Regions from separate parts of the Zea mays genome. Here regions 1 and 2 are each linked to region 3. The links are chromatin contacts, called in public Hi-C maps. All regions are on one chromosome and are shown on one strand. The core of a region is the stretch at or near the end of the contact, and the rest is flanking DNA. Distances in the headings are between cores, read along the strand shown.

The links. A called contact is a pair of places that touch in the nucleus more often than the background predicts.
Region 1: a Hi-C map of tassel shows a contact between it and region 3, with 2.2 times the contacts expected there. The contact joins the promoter of LOC103649951 here to the promoter of LOC100277754 in region 3. A contact is called at or near these places in 2 of 25 Hi-C or Micro-C datasets (ear and tassel).
Region 2: a contact with region 3 is called in a Hi-C map of endosperm, with 2.2 times the contacts expected there. The contact joins the promoter of LOC103649954 here to the promoter of LOC100277754 in region 3. A contact is called at or near these places in 2 of 25 Hi-C or Micro-C datasets (ear and endosperm).

Annotation. Positions count from the first base shown.
Region 1 is chr3:35,603,466-35,606,357 of Zm-B73-REFERENCE-NAM-5.0, reverse strand. It overlaps LOC103649951 (GPI ethanolamine phosphate transferase 3), which reads left to right and starts at 1,504. Exons shown (of 22, transcript XR_563819.4): 1 at 1,504-1,899; 2 at 1,986-2,020; 3 at 2,105-2,226; 4 at 2,344-2,433; 5 at 2,551-2,670; 6 at 2,773-2,856.
Region 2 is chr3:35,992,814-35,995,565 of Zm-B73-REFERENCE-NAM-5.0, reverse strand. LOC103649954 (protein TPR1) reads left to right here and starts at 1,343. Exons shown (of 25, transcript XM_008675649.3): 1 at 1,343-1,783. The coding sequence starts at 1,704.
Region 3 is chr3:35,830,344-35,833,221 of Zm-B73-REFERENCE-NAM-5.0, reverse strand. LOC100277754 reads left to right here and starts at 1,341. Exons shown (of 3, transcript NM_001367298.1): 1 at 1,341-1,811; 2 at 1,928-2,199; 3 at 2,346-2,878. The coding sequence starts at 1,617. The coding sequence ends at 2,772.

The sequences.
Region 1 (2,892 bases), core at 255-2,754, 230 kb after region 3:
AGCTGCTATGCAGGTCCAGCCACAACCATTTGGATACCCAGTGAGTTCCCATTACCAGCCCTCCCTTAGGCCTCGTTTGGATAAAGAGGGATTGAAGTGGATTTTAGGGATTGAAAGGGAAACTAGTTCATATTACACTTCAATACACCTTATACCACCTCAATCCACTCCAGTCCAAGATTACCCAAACAAGCCCTTAGCAGTGTTGTGCCTGTGGCATCAGTTTTTGCATCTGGAACTGCAGAGTTCTTGTCCATCGCTCAACAAGCGGATGTTGCAAATAAAGCCTTGCAAGACAACATCCAAAAACTTAGGGAGACTCACAAGACAACAGTCAGTGCTTTAGTTAAGACCGACACACATCTTAATGAAGCTCTTTCAGAGATATCAAGCCTCGAGATCCAATGGTTTCAGGTAAACATTTGGTCCACCAGAAAACACAATAAATATATATTACCATTATATGTCTGTTCGTTTGTAGTAAAATTCATGCTTAAATGTTGTAGCAGAATAGACCACATATCCCAGGAGTATGCAACAAACCTAGTATAGTCCGCAGTATGTTAGTATCTTTGCTAAAGGGGCGCCATTTAAGAAGCTATTCTTGTTAGTATCTCTATAATTCATGAAGCTCTTCCTGTTAGTATCTCTGCACGTAACATGCTTCACTGAGCATCCGACACATCACACTCTGCACTTTTAACTATTTGCGCACTTATCAGTTGACCTCACAAACACAACCATGTAGAGCTGTACACTATGAAGCTATTCAAATTTTGTCATATTGTATCTTTTAAGATATGTAAACATTCACTTTTAGTGATGCTAACAAAAGAATAGAACATCAATTAGTGTTTTCATTTAGGTCCCGTTTGTTTCCTTTCATTTCGAGAAATTGGAATCTTACTAATAGAATAGACTATTTTTTTAGAATGTGACATTCCACCACTTTCCAGAGTTATTATATAAGCCTATCTCAAATTCATGTGGTGAGAGATGGAAATTGATTTTATAGATTTACATGTTATTTTTCCGATGCACAACTTATAGCACATTCTTTTACTTGCTTCGCTATAACATAAATGTAGTATATAACTATCTCTATCATATGATTTAGGATAATATACAAATATATTACTTATATAAATATATGAACTTAATTAGTTTTGTCTAAATTATAATTATTCAAACAGAATTCAATTCCAACGAAACAAACGAGCCCTTAATGTATTTCATCGTATTGATTCCGTAGTAACGCACGGGCATATACCTAGTATAATAATAAAATAGAACACATTTTCTAGATATTGGTTTTAATTCATGGGATTCAAACATGTCTTTAGTCTTTGTTTGGTACTCTAGTATTTATCCTAATTCATATGTGTTGAGATGATGTAAATCCACCTCAATACACGTGGATTGAGGTTAATTGTATCCAAACTAGCCCTTAAGCTGAAAATGGGCTTTTGGCTATGAAACGGCACAGATCAATGTGCAGCGGTTATTGGCCTATCTTTAAATTTCACTATCGGCAGCAGCCCGGGCTTAACAAGCGAAGGCCCACTTCGCGTCCACCCATCAGCTCTCGTCCTCTCACCGTCCTACGCTCTGCCGCCCGCCACCAGGCGCCAGATCGACACCGGAGGTGATGTCGCCGCCGGCGAGCCACCGCCGCCGTTCTCGGTTCCTTAGCTGGCCGCTGCTCTTCATCGCGATCCTCGCGATCCACTCGCTGGCAGTATACCTTTTTACCCGCGGCTTCCTCCTCACCCGCACCGAGCTGGACCTCCACAGCAGCCGCGACGACTTCTCGCCGCAGGGCAACGTCTCCCCCGGGTGCGACTCCTGGCCCCCGGCCGCCGTCGACCGCCTTGTCATTGTCGTCCTCGACGCGCTAAGGTGCGACAATTTGGATCCCTCATACTCCACGTACCGAGTCGTTTTTTTTTATAGCTGATGCGGTTTAGCAATTTGTTGCCTCGCAGATTTGATTTCGTGGCGCCGAGTACCTTTTTTGCAGGTGGTGACTCTGAGCGAAAAAATCGCTTCACTGTATGATTGTTACCGCTGCTAATATATTAACTAATCTCTGGATCTGCTGCAGAGAAGCAGCCGTGGATGGACAAGCTGCACGTTTTGCAGAAGCTTGCTGCCGACGAAAAGACCTCTTCAAGGATCTTCAAAGCTCTCGCTGATCCACCAACAACTAGCCTCCAGCGCCTTAAGGTGATCCTAACATTCAAATCGTATCATTATATAATTTTTTCTCCTAGAAATATTGTAATGTGATCCAAAACGGTACTTCGTGGGCTTAACAGAATCCTTTTAAAACTCAATGCTCAGGCTCTCACCACGGGTGGACTCCCTACCTTTATTGATGTCGGCAATAGTTTTGGTGCTCCTGCAATAGTCGAAGATAATATAATGCATCAGGTTCATCTCATCCCACATTCAATTTTGTACCGACTAGGTCCAATTATTTCTCTACAGCTCATGCTGGTTTGCTAGCCATGATGATGTGATGTTTTCTGTTCCTTGGGGATCAACCAGTTGGCTAAAAATGGAAAGAGAGTTGTCATGATGGGGGATGATACATGGATACAACTGTACCCTGAACACTTCAACAAGTCATTCCCATACCCTTCCTTTAATGTTAAAGACCTTGACACAGTATGAGATTCTGTCAATCAAATCCTTGTTCTTGTTTTTTGATGAACCTCTTAGTTCTTTCTTTTAAGTTTGACTGAATTATCAATTATGGTTGTATGCCAGGTAGATAATGGTGTAATTGAGCACTTGCTTCCATCTCTTCACAAAAATGATTGGGATGTTCTTATTGCACATTTTCTTGGAGTGGTAAGTTATTGTGCATTCAATTTGGACTTACCTGCT
Region 2 (2,752 bases), core at 94-2,593, 160 kb before region 3:
GCTTCGGCACTATAGCAGAAAAGGAAACCGACTTAAAAAGGAAAAGGCTATTCAGACCTCGATAGGTTACTATAGAGTCATTAGTAAATGTAAAGGACATGGGTGTAGTTTTACATGGGCTGCGTCCCATGCCTATAAATAGATGAACAGTGCTCCCGTACTGTTCACGCTGACTTGACATTTGCTTTTGCGTCACACTTGTACTCTTACCTTCTTTCAAGCCGAAGGTACATTTGTAATTTGATATCATTTCCATTTTTCCATAATAATAAAATAGAAATGAGTTGATAACAATACATAATTGTTTATGTTATCTCTTACACTTCATATGATTTCTTCTTTATTATTATATCTTGTGCTTATGAAGGTATGTCCTTCATAACCTTCGTCCGAAAATCATTATGTCCCAAGGGAAATAATGCTTCGAAGGACGAAGGACTTTAACGTTTAACATTTTTTGTGTTGCCTTGTTTTTAACTCATAGCATTTGAGAACAAGTCTCCAACAAGAAGGTTGTTAAAATATGGATTATTTTGGATTTTATAGTTACTATGCACCTGGTTACAAAAATACGTCTATATATATATATATATATATATATATATATATATATATATATATATATAAGTCGTATATGTTAAAAGACAAAACCTCTATAAAGAAGAATAAGAGAGTAATATTTATAATATATAATAAGTACTAAGATATTTTTATAGTAAATATTTATAGTAAACTTAAACATATCAACTTATAGAGAAAAAAGTCTTTACATCACAACATGGACAATTATACCGCACACACAGACAACTGCCTATTGATCCCAGGGCACGTGAACCTGCACTTAGTTAGGACATGTACAATTTTATTAGATGCTTTTTAAAGAGTCTTTAGAGACTTAAGTAAAAAAATAAAGAGGCAAACTCTTCACGTATCTTCACAATTTTTTTATATTTATTGTCTTTTAATTATATTTATGATCCAGAGGTTTAAAACTATGGTATAGTCACTTAGCATCGTGTTGTATTAGAAAATCGTTGTAGTGTCTCTAGGATGTACCTGCCCTCATCTCCTTCAGTCGGTGCCGTGCGCCACTGTTTTCCCACTGGCACGCTGCTGATCCGAGAAGACGCGCGATGGATGTAAACTGCCTTCCTGCAGTCCGCAACCAACCACGCATGGAAACGCAAGCCAGTCTCGTGTCGTCTCGTCTCGGCAGCCCCAGCACCGCCCTTCCCCTGTCTCGCGAGGCGATGTCTCGCGCGCACGTCGCCCTCACAACCGGACGCCAGCTCACGAATATCCATCCGATTTAATCCCAGCCCTTTCGATTCCGCCGCACTCGACCTATCATATAAGTACGTGCAGATATCAATAAGCTTACCCACTTATCAATAAGGACATGTGCTTCTCACAGATAAGCCAGTGCTGGGTGGCGTGGGGAGAGAGAAAAGGGCGAGAGGTCTGCAACGCATCGAAGAAAGCGAGACCATAGCTTCTCTCTCTCCCCCAACCTTCTCTTCCACATCTCCGCTTCTCTCTCGCCTCCGCTTCGCTTCGCGAGAGACGGGCCGACGACGGAACCCTAGGATTCGCGCCCGCCTGAGCGGCCAAGCCACCAGGACCGCGCCCTCCGGACCCGGGGGCGCCAGACAAGCTCCGGGGCGCGCGGATCGACCACTGGCCGGCTTACCGCCGCCGCTGCCATGTCGTCGCTCAGCCGCGAGCTCGTCTTCCTCATCCTGCAGTTCCTCGACGAGGAGAAGTTCAAGGAGACCGTGCACAAGTGCGTACACCCTCCCCTCTCTTTGCGCGGCCGGTGGTTACCTTGGGTTGGTGAGTGGTTGGAGATCAGGCTCCTCTACGCTCTAGGGGATTTGATTTGTCGCGCAGCCTGTTTCCGCTTTTTTTTTTTCTCATGAATCCGGCCAGACGCGGCTCTGTTTTTTTTTAAGTCGTTTCTTTTCCTTTCTGGGATTCGACGAGTTGCTGCTGGAAAAAATAAGTTTTTTCAAGCTTCGTTCGATTTGTTAGGAACCGTGTAATAACATGGAAGTTTGGGGGCTATTTAGGTCAAAAGACATTTTATCCCCCCTCGTGCTTTTCTCCGTGACAGTCGATGTTTTTATTTAATCAGGCCAAAAATCGATTTTCAAGGTCTCAACTTTTTTTATATTCCGGAAAAATTCAGGGGCGCATTTGGAATATAGAGCTTGCATGTGCGGGTCACTACACCCATCGCTGGTTCTTGTGTCCACTGGGCTTCCTCTTCTCTGTCGGTTCACTTAATTTCGTCGAACAAATGAATCTCGTGTTATTAGTTTTATAAATCAATACTCTGTTTGGTGTACTGGCGCTTTGGTCCCCTTGTCGTGTCCTGCGGGTAATAATCAGTAAACGACGCACTAGACGGTAATGTTGCTGGATTACGTCATTTCAACCAGGCAATTGGAACTTGTAGGACGTTCTGTTTTCAATGTGTTCTGCACTCTGCTCTGCTTGCTCCAAATTTTTGCATCGAAGAAAACACACGGTTGGTTAGTCAGAACTGTACTTTGTGGCTTCTGATCTTTTTCACAATAAATGCCATGAACTTGGTTGGTCGTTTAGGATCACTTCCAAGCTCAAATCTTGCATTGTGGTTGGCTGGTTTAAGTGGTTACTCGATATTTTTCAGTTTTGACCATTGGAGTTATGAGCTCTTTAGTGTACCCATTCTGTTGATTGATGAGAAAATTTGACAACTGATGTTGTA
Region 3 (2,878 bases), core at 92-2,591:
GAGAACCCTCGAACACATTCCAATTGAACTTATCTACTTTATTTACTTTTCCTACCCTAGGAGTAGATATAACGTAACTTTAGTTGTAGCCTTCCGCATATCCACATTCATCCCCATTCGACTCTATGTCGTCTAGATCCGTCCTGGGGTAGCCTGCCGACCCCAGGACGGCCATATGATCTTTACCCCTCCTGAGGGGCAAGATCTACTTCGTCTAGATTAATCAAGATCTATTCCTCGAATTGATCTCTTAATTTCTAGGCGACTTTACGTCATCTGGGAACGCCCCGGGTGACCTGCTGACCCAGAGCACCCTAAGGTCTCTCCCCAAGGGGGCGGGATCTAGGTGAGAAGAAGACGACCCTGCGCCATCGCGGACCGTCCGGACAGCACGCAGGAAAGGCGTCGCTCTTGTCGTCAGGTCACGGACCGTTTGGCCTAGAGCCGCAGACCGTCCGCGCCCCTGCAGCGAGCACCACCAAGCAACCCGTCGCGGACCGCCATGTTGTCCACCTCGTAGAGCCGAACCCAAGGTATTGCTCATCACGAGAAGGCCCTAGGATTCGTTGCTAACAGTCCCAAATAGGTGGTGGCCATTATAGAGGTGATGTCAATTTTCAGGATAACCATTTTAGGTCTTGACCCTCCATGGACAAAACCTAGGTATCATCCCCAAGGTCCGAACTCACTACGAGGACGACCTAGGAATCATTAGTGTTTGGTTAAAAAGACACCAACAATTTCTATCCTACACTCCATTTCGTATCCATATGCAGCTCCCGAAAAGGGCGGTTTCTTGAAGAAGAACGGAATATGTGCAGCAGGGAAAGGTGACATGATGAGCTCGGATGGAGCACTTTGTACGTGTAACACCTCCGGGGATATAACTGCACGGGACTACAGCTGTAGGCTTTACACAGATCACAAACTGCTTCTCCTTGGTTCTTAGCTCTGCGTTTTATTCCGCCATGGCGCCACCACACACTGTCCACGTCTCTATGCTTCGGAGCCGGAAGGTACCCCCGTAAGTCCCCTGAAAAGCGCAAAAGGCGCACTGCCCGATGGCGTTGGCGTAGCGCCTTCGTCCCTTTCCCGAAAAAAGCACGCACCGCAGCAGCGACGGCGACGGCGACCGCGACGACGCCTCGTCCGAGCTCGGACCGTGCCGCGGCACGGCTAAAGGAGAAGATTAAAAAGAAGCTCCGGGCCGGTGAATGAAAGGGGTGAAAGCGAGGAATCGGAATGTCTCCTCCAGCAAGGCACGGGGAATTCCACGCTCCCCCCACTGTGGATTATATTCCTCCCGTGCTGGCGCTGCCGCGCGCGCGCATCGCAGCTGTCGGCGCTGTACAATTCCTTCCTCTCCGCCGATGCAACGCTCGATCCCGGCGTGCGCATCTCCTTCTCCGACCGCATCCACCCGCAGCCGTCGCCTGCAAGCTTAGTAGCTAGCCGTGCCCGACTGCCCGTGCATCACCAACGCTACGTACGCCTACGTACAGATCCATCCCGCCCATATATTCCGACACCAGGCCAGCAGCTCGCCGCAGGTCCTTCTCTTCGTAGCCATTGTTGCCTAGTTAGACAGCTCGCCGCACGTCTCGTTGTTTTCATCCATGTACGCGGCGCCGACGGCAGCAACGACGATGCCGCCAGCCGTGACCCACGACGACCTGTCCCTGCGCAAGGCGCAGGAGCGGCGCGCCACGCGGTCCAGCGGCCAGGTCGCCGTGTCCCTCGTCGCGCTCTCCGTGCTCTGCGGCCTCGTTGCCTTCATCCTCTGCCTCGCCGCCGAGGGGTCGCGCTCAGAGGCACGTCGTCGTCGTCCATCATGCATGCATATCGTCTAAAGCCACGTTGGCAGGCATCACCAGCCCACGATCACTCCACTTGCCGGCCGTTCCTAATTAACGCATCTGATCTGCAGGTGTCGCACTACCTCATGAGCGTGGGCGGTAGCAAGGACCAGCTGGACGTGTGCGTCTACAACAGCAGCGGCCGCCTCGCGCTCGCGTACGCCGTCGGCGCCTTCATCCTCCTCGCCGTCGCCATGTTCGCCGAGCACGCCTACATGCTGGTCGCCGTCGCCGCCCCGGAGTCCGCCTCCGCCGGCATGGCCGTCGCCCAGGACCACCCGCGCGTCGCGTCCACCGCCGCCGCGCTCACCTGGCAGACGGGCTGCCTCTTCTTCCTCACGTGGTAACGACGCCGACAGTCACTCCACTGTCCACTCCGCCCACCAAATTAGAGTTAGATTAGACGGCCTCTCGCCGAAACGCAGCAATGCCGCCCGCGGTGTGCAGTGCATGAGAGGATATGCTCTATATATTTCTGTGTCCTCGCAGGATTTGCTTCGGGCTTGCCGAGGTGATGCTCATGATCGGCATCGCCGTGGAGTCCGGCCACATGAGCGACTGGCGGAAGCCGCGGCCCGTGTGCCACCGGGTGCGCCCGGGGATGTTCGCGGCAGCGGGGATCCTGGGGCTCATCACCGTCGTGGTCGGCTTCGTGGTCTACATCACAGCTGTGCAGGCACAGCGGCTGAGGGGACAGCAGTACCAGCACGGCGGCGGTCACTTCGTCGGCTACGGCGCTCCCCATCCGGGCGCCCAGCACCAGCACCAGCACCTGCGCCCGCCAGTGCCGCACCCACACGGGCCACACCCTCATCCGGTGCCGTCCGCGCCAGGAGCGCCGGAGATAACAGCGGCGCCGTGCCAAGTGCAACCCAGCTGTGCGTCTTTCATCACCAAGGAGGCCTTCGACGTGTGAAAAGGCTAGTCAGAAAGACCAAAACGTCAAACGGGAGCGCCCAGCCCCAACTACGGCTATATTCTTTGCCTCCTTGTTTAAGTTTATTTGTTTATTGGACCGAGGT